Regions from separate parts of the Manis pentadactyla genome. Here region 2 is linked to region 1. The links are chromatin contacts, called in public Hi-C maps. All regions are on one chromosome and are shown on one strand. The core of a region is the stretch at or near the end of the contact, and the rest is flanking DNA. Distances in the headings are between cores, read along the strand shown. Region 1 holds the start of NUDT2 (nudix hydrolase 2). Region 2 holds the start of CNTFR (ciliary neurotrophic factor receptor).

What was found. A called contact is a pair of places that touch in the nucleus more often than the background predicts.
Region 2: a contact with region 1 is called in a Hi-C map of skin fibroblasts, with 3 times the contacts expected there. The contact joins the promoter of CNTFR here to the promoter of NUDT2 in region 1. A contact is called at or near these places in 2 of 3 Hi-C or Micro-C datasets (fibroblasts and skin fibroblasts).

What each region holds. Positions count from the first base shown.
Region 1 is chr3:184,804,274-184,810,249 of mManPen7.hap1, reverse strand. NUDT2 (nudix hydrolase 2) reads right to left here and starts at 4,445. Exons shown (of 3, transcript XM_036898018.2): 1 at 4,340-4,445. The coding sequence starts at 4,403. KIF24 (kinesin family member 24) reads left to right here and starts at 4,490. Exons shown (of 14, transcript XM_036898003.2): 1 at 4,490-4,756.
Region 2 is chr3:185,003,356-185,009,677 of mManPen7.hap1, reverse strand. It overlaps CNTFR (ciliary neurotrophic factor receptor), which reads left to right and starts at 4,388. Exons shown (of 9, transcript XM_057498781.1): 1 at 4,388-4,408.

The sequences.
Region 1 (5,976 bases), core at 3,196-5,695:
CCTGGCCCTCTCTGTCCTCCAGTGTACTGGCTGCTATTTCACTTCGGCTTTCCAAGTCTTGCACAACATTTTCTTGAGGTCACCTTAACCTGGAACCATATGGGAATGGAATCCTAGAAAATTTAGTTCCAGTTTAGCTAAGTAGATAGCACAAAGCCACTATGGATGCACACCTAGTATGGTACATCTCTGTCTGTGCCTCTGGCAGGGAGGAGCCAGACTATGAGCTCTGTCTCCCTGGGACCAGCAGAGATGCTTACAGCAGATGTTCATCAACTCAACAGAACTCCTCCTACCTCCCACTCATACAAATGCTCAGGGTAAGTTCTGGGACTTGGGGAAGTAGCCCAGTGTTTTCCTGAAGAGTGCAATTTACATAAAAGTCAATGACAGACAGACAGACACACACACACACACACACACACCACCCCCACCCCCAAGTGGATTCAAACCTCAGGGAGTTAAAGGACACAGTATCCAATATGCAAATATGCCTGCAGCCAGTATTGTGGAGATGAGAACTCCAGGCTGACAGCAGGCAATTCACACTTCAGAAAAGTGGCAAAGTGCCTTAGGTAGTTTTAAAAAAAGCCTGAATAAAAACCCCTCAATGTCATAAGAAGGTTCTAGAAGCCAAAGAAAAGTGCTCTTGGCGTTCTCTATATATATGCTTCTCTTACAGCTGGGAGGTTCAGGACCTAAGTGCCAAAAAATAATTCACAGATAAATGCCTATACTAATGTGTTATGTTCCAATGTTTTCATCAAATTAATCAGAGTGCTATTGCAAGCATAGCTCAACCCCAAAAGTCCCCACAAATATACCTTTAGATATTGTACGAGCCCCTCAAATACTCCCCCCAACTTGAGCCTATTAGTCTAAAATCTCTTTTGCAGAAAGTGTTTCATGCCACCACGTTACGAATTAAGCATCTACACTGTGTCAGCTACACTGTGGAAGGTTGTTTACATATCTTTTTTAATGCTTAAGACAACTCCTCAGGATAAGCATTACTATCTCCAGTTTATGATGAGGAAACTGAGATTCAAAAAGGCTAAAATACATGCCCAAAGGCAGTCTGTGAATGGTGGGATTTGAATCCAAGTAAGTTTAACTCCAAAGTCTATATGCATTTCCCCTTCTAAAGTTCTGCTTTCCATGAAGAGTGTGGCTTAGGGCAGAGCACAAATGGCCCTGAAAGAGGACATGTAAATGATTTATAAAATTACTTCCAGGTCCAAAATTCCTAGTCTTTGATGTGTATTCACATGGAAGATTTTTAAGAGATCTGGTTGGAATCCTTTCCAGAGAACAGGTTTTATTGGAAGGGGGTGCAGATAAAGGTGCTGGTGCCCAAAGATAACTCTGGGGTGGGGGGTAAAGTATAGCCTGAGGCCCCTAAAGTTTGCCATGATAAAAGTTTCTATGCCTCCTCTTTTTTTCTGGGGAAAGGAACCTAAAACCACATGTTCAAAACTTTTCCCAGTAGCCTGGGGGTTCCCAAGCACTAAGTGTTGTGAACCCCCTGGACACTAGCCTTTGACAAGCACAAAAGCACCTAACTTAGGGCATCCATGTCCAGGAAATTTGTCCAGGCTCTATTGGGAGGAGGAAGGCCAACTCTGACTTCTCAGCTTTCCCTTACTCCCCATATCAAACCTCCGATTCTCCGACTCCCTTCTTCCCTTTCAAAGGAGTGGACAGAAATGAGGCACCCGTCCATGAAGAAAGCCCCCTTGTAACAAAAACAAAAAGAAAAAAAAGCCCCCAACTACCATGAATAAACCGAGACAAAGAAAATGTTCCTTCAGCTGCACCTTTTGCTGGGCATAAGCCACTTTCCTCAGAGACCAAGCTGCTGAGTCATCCTGCTATCTTTGGTATTTGGCTGATGGAGGAAACAGGAGATTTCACCTATAATGACAAGAATATTGGCTTCTAGGATGAGGCCAAAGTCATACAAGGTTGGAACAAAAATCATTTCTAGTGAAGGGAATCTGTTAAGTGGCCTACTGGTGCCATCTGCTGTACAATTTTGGAACACAAACATGAGGAATTCTATTATTAGAGCCTGAAGGGATTCATTTATTCATCTAATATACGTTTAGTCTGTCTCATGTGACAGGCAGTGTGACAGGATTGAAGAGTAGACATTGAAGAGTAGACATGAAGCCAAATACTAAAAGCCCCTGCTTTCTAGGGGCTCATGTCTAATGAAAGCAGAAGGTATTTAAACAGACAGGTGACCAGTGTGTTTTGTGCATCACAGGAGTATGTGTAAGATGGAAAGTTAGCAAAGAAGGAGTGATTATCTTTAAGTCAAAGCGGAACCCCATAAGGATTTTAAAAGATGGTTAGGGGTTTACCAGGAAGAGTAAAGGTGAAGGCAAAAGGCATCCAGGCAGAGGAGTGTGAACAAAAACCCTCAAGCACAAGATGACGTTTTATTATTAAACAGCTTAGTTTATATTCTGTAAGCATGAGGAGCCTTTCACTGGCTTTAGGCAGGGCTGTAATACGGTCAGCTAGACATTTCACAAAGACATTTGAGCAGCAAGGAAGGTGGAGAAATCGATTAGAAGGAAAGGTTGGAGGCAAGGAGACCAACCCTTTACAAGCTGTGCCAACAGTCCAGATGACAAATGATACAAAGTTAAATTAAGACAGAGGCAGTGAGAAAGGAGAGGAGATGATGAATTTGAGAGAGAGCTCAGAGAGAAAATCAATACCATTTGATGTTCCATTGTCCAAAGGAGAGGTGTTGGTTTGGGTGACTAGGTAGAAGTACGGGGAGTAGGGAGTAGGAGTAAACTAATGATTTCCATTTGGGACAAGCTGAATTTGAAGTGCTACAGACTAACCACAAGGTAAATGGATAGCAGTGATCATGTCATGTCTTCATTTCCCAAGGTAGACATTTCCTACTAGAGAAAGACTTTGCTCCTACTGTAGGTACCTCTGCAGCTCACCTCTCTCCTTTTGAGTAAAGTCTGACTGCATCTGGTATTCCAAGCATTTTCATCTCCTTTCAGTCAGAAATAGCATGGCACAACACAGGAAAACATGACTGGTGCTGCAATGAGAAACACCTACCTCCCTAATTCAACAGCTGGAGCAAAATACTTAACTTCTCAAAGCCTCATTTTCCTCACGTGTACTTGTCATAGTTGTAGAGTTTAAAGAATGCATACATAGGGCCTGACAAATCAGAAGTACTGAATGAGTCACTCTTATCCGTGAATCATAAAAGGTCATCAGAAACCTCTATGTTGTGTTAATGACTTGCTCTTAGCTTTCGATAGTTGAATCAAGAACTGGCTTTTCATATTTTCTGCAAAATTGCCAGTGAATGCACTTTTTCAACACACCATGTATACTCTTTATATATAAGGTCCCACTAGATAAAGTCCTTTTCACATAGGTACTGGGAAGAAATTCCACTTTTTTAAAGAACGTTTCCCTTAATTATTAGTTATTTCTTAAACTGACAAGTTTGGGGATTATTATAGGAAGTTTACTGACCTTGTTGGCTAGTATATTTGCTTGTTTCTATTATAAAAATAATAGTCACCATTTTTTGAGCTGTTTCTGCTTGCCAGGTGCTTTATCTTCAATATTTCACTTAACCTACACAACCCCCTGAGTCATTACCGCCATTCTTCCGAAGAGGAAAAATTAAACTATGGCTCAGAGATGTTTCTGGGTAGTGACCCAAAAGGTTTTCCTGACTTCCAATATCATTACTTATAACCTCGGGCACTTCACATTTAGCTATTGGATTGCATTCCGTTAACTTTAAGCACATATATACACATATGTAATTTTTTAAAGAGATATAATACCCAACGCATAGGGCCCAAACCAAAACTAGGCCAGAACAAAAAAGAAGTTATATTTTAAGTTTGGAGCCTCTCGTGTGACTTTACTTCTGCTATAATCGGTACGATATTATCCATTCAATAAATGAAGCAATTAGAAAATACACAATCTCTTTTAGAAAGCAGGCAGGGTTTAAAGGGTAAAGTGAAACTTGAGGCCCAGGGAGGGGGCGGTATGGCGCTCAGACCGCTGGTTCCTAAACCCGGAACTCTGGGATTCCAACGACCCACCCCATCACCATTTGCAGGGGCGCAAACAAGGCTCATAGGGCCATTGAACCCTCCCTTCCTGTGCCTGAGAGGTCCTGTTAGCGGCTGAGGCCTGGCCAGCTTGGAGGAGGGTGCGTCCACTTTTCACACTGCAGCGACGAGAGGTCAGTCAGTTACAGATTTCCATCGCTCCAAGCCGCAGTTTCTCGGCGGAGAACTAAATCCAGCGACCCCTCTTAATTGCAACTCACCTGAGGTTGAGGGAGCGGGCCTTAGAGAGAGACAGAGACAGAGAGAGGAGTGCCTTTCTCTCATTTAGAACTTCGCGATATCTTCTCTTAAGCAGAACGATTGGTTGAAAGACGGAAATTGGGGTGTTACTCACTGTTTCCTCGGATCTCTGATTGGTCCTCTGGAGGAGAAGACGGCTAACATCATCGAGTTTCCTAGGTACCTATTGGTGAATGATGCTGTCCTACTTGCGCGCGGGAACGGCGCGGGCGTTCGAACCTGCGTTTGGCGGCGTTTCCATGGGGATGAGGCCTGGCTGCCTGCTCAAGCTTAGGACTTGATAAGACACCCGCCTGCATTCGGGCTCTCTCCAGTCGTCATCGTCTTCTCCTGTCCTCAGACAGGGTTGACCGACGAGGAATTTGGAAGCCTTAGAGGTGAGAAAGGGCAGGGGAGAACCGGGGCGGGGTAGGCCTGGTAGGGAGCCTTGGCGCCTGCCTCGCCAGAGAGGGTGTTCAGGACACTAGCCGAGCGCGTAAGGAGGCGGGCGGTCGTCAGGGAACCGGCAGTTGGCCTCAGCCGGTTGTGCGAACTCTCACCCACTCTTCTACCCATCATTCCCATATATCAGCCTTTTTCCCAACTATTTTCTCGAACGCCACTTCTCTCAGGAAGCCCTTACTGAGTCTCGACGTCCTCTTGCTTTTGCCCCCATATCTCTGATTGGAACCTTACTTAGACCGTTCTCTTTGGCCTTTCCTCTTCAGTTATTTGTGTACTTCCGTGAACACCATTCCCCTTTCTCTCACGTGTCTGAGGTCTTTGCGGCAAGGCAAGCATCTTTCACACAGAATTTCCTAGAAGTATTTGTTGAGTTTAATTCGTCACAATTAGGTTGGATTTTCGTCTATGCCCTGCCCCGTTTTCCCTCCCATTCAGAGATTATTTTTAACTGGGAGGAGGGGGAGGGCACCCTAATCTTCTATGCAAAAGACCCTGAAAGTCCACGGTTGGCCTTTCTAAATCTTTGTGAAAGGAAAAACTTTTTTGGGTTGCTTGCTATGACTCTTCCCCACATTGTGGCTTTTAGTCTTGGTCTCCTAGTGCTTTGCTAGACGCCCTATAAGTGTTTGCTTAAAACAGATCATTCTGTTGTTCCTGTATGCTGACAGAGTTTATCTCAGTTTTTTAGTGGCCCATAGCTATTGTCACATTTTAAGTGTGCTTTGGAAAATGTTTTAAGACATTTTTTCCTTTGTATTCCACTTATAGTCTCTCTACTTTAGGACATATAACAGCTGCTCCAGTAAGCCTGTCCATTCATCAGGTGTCCATAAGAGAATTGCATTGCCAAGACTGTTGTTAGATTGTTAACTCATAATTCTATATATTCTCTGTCTTGCCAATGGATTTCAGCCCCGGGCAAGTTCGCTATGGATTCAGTGTGACCAAAGAAACCGACAGCAAAACGTTCTTGGGGTGAAAAGGTTTATTACCCGGCTTGTTCTCCGGTGGTAGGTCGAGCACTAGCGTCTCTGCCTCCGCCCAGAGTACTGGGCCGAGCTCTCTATATAGCGCAATAATAGCTTATTGTCTACAGGTGTGGAAGTGGCAGCCCAGCAACAGGCCAGTTACATCATCAGTGGTTTAAGTTCAG
Region 2 (6,322 bases), core at 3,139-5,638, 200 kb before region 1:
AATAAAATCATTTAATATGTACTATTTTGTGTCTGTGGTTTTTTTTGTTTTTTTTGCTTTGCTCAACATTTTTTTCCTGTGAGCTTTATCCATTTTTGTTGCATGTAGCTATAGTTAGTTCTTTTCTATTGTTGTAACTATATTACAAGCTATCAGCCATTTGGATTGTTTCCAGTTTCAGGCTATTATGAATAAAACTGCTATGAACATTTTTGGTGAACATATACAATAATTTCTTTTGGGTATATATCTAGGAGTGGAATTGCTGAGTCTTGGGTATATACACATTCAGCACAGTAGATCCTGCCAAACAGTTTCCAAGTGGTTGTATCAACTTAGACACGTACCTGGAGGTACATGGAGTTCTAGTTATTCCACATTCTTGAGAGGGCAGGGATGTTTGTCTATTTGGTTCACTGCTGTATCCCATCACTTAGACCAATGTTTGGCACATAGTAGGTGCTCAACGCATATTTATTGACTGACTGCCCTATGAATAAGGGAGCCATCAGCATTCCTGGGGTCCTGCTCTGGCCCTGGCAACTTGCTGTGTGACTCTGAGCAACTGACTCCCCCTCTCTGAGCTGTTTCCTTGTCTGTAGCATAAGGAGACTGACTAGGAGTTTTGCCTTCCAGTGCCAACTGGGTACTATGAAAGCTGAACACCTGTTCATTCATTCACTCCACTTTTATTGACTAAGATCCTACTATGTACCAGGATGATGATCTGTAACATGTCACTGATAGCTTCTTTCAGGTCAGTCAAGACCAGGGGTCAACTGCCCATCTTGTCACCAACTCATACTCCTGGAGCCCGCTCTTCCCTCTGTTCAGCCCTGACCCCAAGGGGAGGGGGTCTGGACTGAGCCTGCAGATGGAAAATGTGATTAATAATCAAAAAAACACCCAAGAGGAAGAGACCAGGAAAACAACTTGGGGAAGGCTCTTCGCCCAGAGGAGGGGGGCCATGTCCTGGGCCTCGGGACAGTGCCGGCTGCCCTCCAGCCGCCCTTTCTGGGAAGCTGCCACAGGAGTGGATAATTTTAGCCAAAAGTGAAAAAAAGTCACCCTAATTATTTATGAAAAAAGATGCCCCCCAATGTAAATTATGCTTCCCCTGCAGGCTACCCCCTACTCAGTTTCTCCCCTCCTAGTAGTCCCCCTGCTTGGTCAGGCTGGGGGGCCCTGGAGACACTGGACTGGGGGCAGAGAAGGAATTTCAACATGAAATGTTTTGTTCATTAACAGAGAACATAGGGGGAAATTCCCTTTCTGCCTGGGCCTGGGCAGCCCAGGCAGATACTCAAAAGCTAATGTGAAAAATCAAGTCTGGGCTGCAGAGTGGGGAGGGGGTTATGTTAGGGGTGCGGGACAGAAACCTCCTCTTAGACTCCTGATTTTCAGGGGTTTCCTGAGCCTTAATCTTTCCTCCTTTTAGGGATTTCATTCCCAATGTTTCAGGTTGCCCTCAAACTTCCTTTTTAGCAAAGCAGGAATAATTGGAGTAAGACTGTAATTAGAACTTCCAACTAAAGTGTAAGGAAGGATATCAAAAGGGGAGAGGCCTTGGGCCTATCCAAGTAATTTAGAATTCTGATAGAGTATGTTGGAAAAGGTAGGCAGGAAATCTGAGGGGGACTTGGAGCAAAAGTGAAAGCACCTCTTTCAATCAGAGTGGCTTTAGAGAGCCCTGGTGAGGCGGGAAGAGAAGGTAGCTCCACAGAGTTGGGGACAATGCCAGGCTGAATGCCCTCATTATGACTTCAGCCCTCTCCCATTCTCTACCTTTAGGGAATCTTTGCCCTTTCTGGTGCCAGAGGTTGGACAGGTCAGGGCATACTTAGGCAGAGGTCCAGCTGACAGGATTCCAGAAGGGGGTCTGCAGGATGGGGGTGTTGTGAGTGGGCCCTGAAAGTTGTCCCAGGATTGGGGTGAGTTGTCCGGCAGGGTGTGGGTGCTGAGCTGGACCCTGAGTGTGGGGGGCGCTGTGGGCCACGCCCCCCCCCCCCAGCTCTGCCTGGGGCTGTGTCAGATCGGGTTTCTCGGCGCCTGGAGCCTCTGCAAGGCCGAGCTGTTCCCGGGCCCCAGCCAAGCCGCCCCGGGCGCTGGCACTGCGTGAGGAAGCACTGGGGTGGGGGGGGAGCGAGGGGGGACTGTTAGAGTGTTTACGTAACTGCCTCCCGGAGCCCGCCCCGACCCGCCAAACCCCAGCGTGGGGCTTCGTGTGATTGAGAGCGTGTGTAACTGCATGTGTGCCTGTGACTGAATATATGGCTGTGTGTGCGACTGTGTCTATGCACAACATACAGACACAACGTTGTGCAAGTATGTGATTCGGGGAGTCCCGCCAGTCTGGTTCCCAGCTCTCGACTCCCAGTGCGAAGTTTGACTCTGAGACTGTGTGTGACTTTACATGATGGGTGTGTTTGGCATTTGTAGGTAAGGCAGAGAGCCTGCATATGAGCATTCATAACTTTGGGTAGCCAGGCATGTGTCCCTTAGTGGAACTTTCTGGTGGTATAGCAGGTTAGAGATGAGCACTATTTCCCCAGAGAGCACCAAAAAAGACCACAGGAGGTGATGGGGGGTGGGGTTCTCCTTCCTTGAGGACACATCAGCAGGAATGGGGAAGGATCCATGATACCCAAAGGCTTGGGATGGCACAGTTGACTTCTGGGGGTGAGGGGTAAGATGTGGTTCAAGTTTAGGTCACGTGCCAGGGTGGAGCCAAAAGTCCTGCCACAGAGCCCTCTTTCATGGTGGCTGTAAAATCCCAGGGCCTCAAAATCAAGAACTTCCCCTAATTTCCTAAGGCCTTCTAGGATTATCAAATCTGGGATCCCCATCACTTGCAGGGCACTAAAGCTCTGAACTAGGGGAGTTATTTCCGGCTGTTCCTCAAGGGAGAGGCAGATAGTAAGATGGATGAAGATGGGGTGGGGCTGGGGGAAGGATGTCCTTGGAGTGGGGTTTGGATTAAGGATAAGTGTGCTGAGACAGTGAAGGGGGCTGATGTGGAGTTGGGGAGGCCGGGGATAAGGGCGCCCAGTAAAGCTGAAGAGGAGACAGGGCCACATCTTGCAAGGACTTTGGAACCCTGCCTAAGAAGCCTGGCTTTGCCCCCACGGCAGTGGGGTCCAGGTTGGTTGAACACGGAGGCTTAGGAAGCTCAGAAGCTCATGTGCAGAGTATTGGAGGCAGCTGGAACGGAAACCCACGAATAATCTGTTGCCCCAGCTCAGATGGAAGGAGAATAGGTTCTGGGCCAGGCGGTGGAGGCGGGAGAGAAAGGGGCCGTACCCTAATTGTTCTGTAGATGGGCGCTGCTTCTGAGCGGGAGCCGCAGCCTGAGTCGTGCGCCACACGCGTCCCTTACCGCCCGCCAGATGTCGCTGCGGCCCTGGGGAAGAGGCTGTTGGGTACTGCGCCGGGAAGAGCTGCGAACCGACAGCTGCCAGGATCCGATCCGACGTGCGCCTTTAGTCCTCGCGCGTCCTCTGACACGCTGATACGTCGGTCTCCCAGGCCAGGGTTGCCCCGTGCGGACCTTGCCTCGGCACCCGCGGACTTCGGTACTTGCTGAAACGGCAGCCCCCACTTACCCAGGAGGAGAAGGGATGGTGGACCGGGGCATAACTCCCACTGCTGTCTCAATCTGGCAGAAAGAGGATGAGTCCGGGACACCGAAGGATCCGGAGGTCTAGACCCACCGATCTCAATACCGGTCGGTCATTCGACAGGAGGAGCGGCCCCCTGAGCACTCAACTTCTCCGAGGCCTAGTTTTGGTGCATGAGGTGGGGGCAATTCCTGACCCCCGACCCCCGCCTCAGCTCTGTCCCGGTGTCCACCACCTCGTCCCCGACTGCGGCCCGGAGAGGCCAGATAGGGGTTACCTGTGGGTGGGAATGGGCTGGATCTCAGCTGGGGACCACTATGTCTCTGTGTGTCCTTAAGCTCCAGCCCGCCCTCTCTGAGCTTCAGCCCCGGCTGACCCCTGCCGGTTGCACTAGGGGGATTCGGCGGCCAAGGAAGTGAAAGTGAAAAGTCTGGGCAGTGGCGGGAAGGTTTTTCTCTGCAATGGGAGTCCCTGAGGCATTTGTTGGGAAAGGGCCCGGGCGCTTTGGGCAGCGTTTTGGGGAAGGGTGTGAGGAAACAGCAAGATATTTCCTCCACTTCTCCCACCCCCACCCCCAGCCCTGGAGCAGCTCTCCGGAAGGGCAGGGAGCAGGGATTATGGGTCAAAGGTCAGATGAAAAATCCGTGGGGTGGAGATGGGGGTGCGCCACTCCTTCTCTGCCTCTGGCATTCACCCTTTCTGTTGCGCTCTTGCGTGGCCTCAACACAGAAGTTGGTCGGGTAGTCTAATCCCCATATTGTAGCCAGACCAGAAGTCCGGGGGTGAATGAAGTAAGTACATCGGCCCCCTCAGAGGCCCAGGCTGCGAAAGAAAAGCTCGAGGGGTCAATTTCCAGCGCCAAACTCGCGCGTGCCCCGCGCTCTGGAACTGCCGGTCCAGGCTTAGAGGGCGCACCCTCCCCTACCCACTTCATCAGAGTAGAGGTTTCTCCCCAGGCCATGTGTCCCCGCGGGGTGGGATGTGAGGAAGGAGAAGGTAGTTGTGGTGGTGTCACTGGAGACTTGGGAGGAGGCCAGAGCCTGGACTCCCAGCCTGTTCCATTTCGGATTATGGGAGCGCAGAGCCCATTCCCTCAGAGCGAGGGGTGTATGCGTATATAGTCCAGGGTTGACTGGAAGGGCGGGGGTGTGTCACTGCTAGGGGGCGGTGGGAATAGAGGAGGGGTGGAGACAGCTGGCCTCTGCCCAAAGTGGGGACTGGGGGATCCGGCTTGCGCTCCTCTCATGGAGATGCAGGCGGGAGGACCCGAGAGTTGGCCCGGGGTGTGCCAGGGTGTCGGTACGACTTAGTCGGGGCCTGAACGTGCGGGAGTGTGCGCAGCAGAGACCTGGACAAGGCTGGGTGAGAGAGCGAGTGTGAGTGAGCGACCCTGGGGGAGGAGTGTGCGCGCCCAGCGGCCCTTAGGGGAACCAGCGGAATGGGTGTGGGTATGTGTGCGCGCGCGTTTTTGAGACCCGCGGTCGGGCCTGCGCGTGAAGCGCGGGGACACTGCCGTCTGGAGGGCGTTCCCTAGAAAGGGTGAATGTGAGGGGGGCCACGCGTGCTAGTGCTGGCGAGTGTGCCCGCGGGAGGAAGGGTGCGTGCCAGCGCGAAGCGAATGGGAGTGGGGGCTCACAGGCCTGTGCAGGGTGAGTGTGCCCGTGCTTGCGGGCCGCGCGTGTCAGGCGCGGGAACGTGCCAAGGCGGGGGCGCGCGGGGGCTGTGGCTGGGAGGGGGTCGTGGCGCGCGGCCGCGGAGGCGCGGGGAGACAAGGCATGGGGGGAGGGGAGCGAGGGCGCGCGCGGCCGAGCGGGCGCCCGCGGTCACATGGGCGAGGGAAAGAGGGAGGGAGCGCGCGAGGGAGGGAGGAGGATGGGGGGGTTAAAGCTGCCGGGCGCGGAGGAGCCGGTGCAGAGCGGGCGGCGGCGGCGGCGGCGGCAGAGGAGGAGGCGGCGGCTCTAGCCGGCGCGGCGCTGGGCTCGGCGACGGGATCCGGCGGCAGTGCTAGTTCCGCGCTCCCTGCCTCGCTCTGTGCGGAGGGCGGTCGAAGGGCGAGGCGCGGAGTCCCGGCGGCTCGAGAGCACGGTAAGTACCCCGCGGTGGACCGCGCGCAGCCGGACCCTCAGACCCTCCGGCTGACCGACAGACCCGCAGCCCTAGTGCGCTCGGGAAGAAGGAGGAGACATGGGTCCGGGGTGGGGGACGGGAAAGTTCCCGGGAAACTTTGCCTGCACACTCAGGGGCGGGGGCGCAGAAGCAGCGGCCCCGACGTCCAGGCGCGCCGCGGGTTGGGCGTGGTGGTGGTGGGGGGCTGACAGTCGGCTGGGGGAGGTGGCCGGGCGGATTGTCCTAGCGTCCCTGTTCTCCCTCACCCCTCAGCAGCGCGCGCGGGGTCTGGGAAAATTCCGGAGCTGGGGGTTCCCAGTGATCCCTGCGTGCCCGGAGGCAGCTTTCTCCTTTGGCTTAAAAGCGCCCAGGGGTGTGAACGGACGGTTGCGCGCCTGCCCGTGTATGTGTGCCCGTGTGAATTATCGTGTGTGTGTGTGTGCATGTGTGCATGTGTGTGTCGGCGTAAGCCTGCCTATGGTTTCCTCGTGAGTCCGCCTGGATGTATCTACTTGTAGTGGGTCTCCTCCGGTGTCTCTTTGTAAGTCCTCCTGTGTTGTGTGCCCGTGTGAGTCCACTTGTGGTGCATTCCCGTTTTG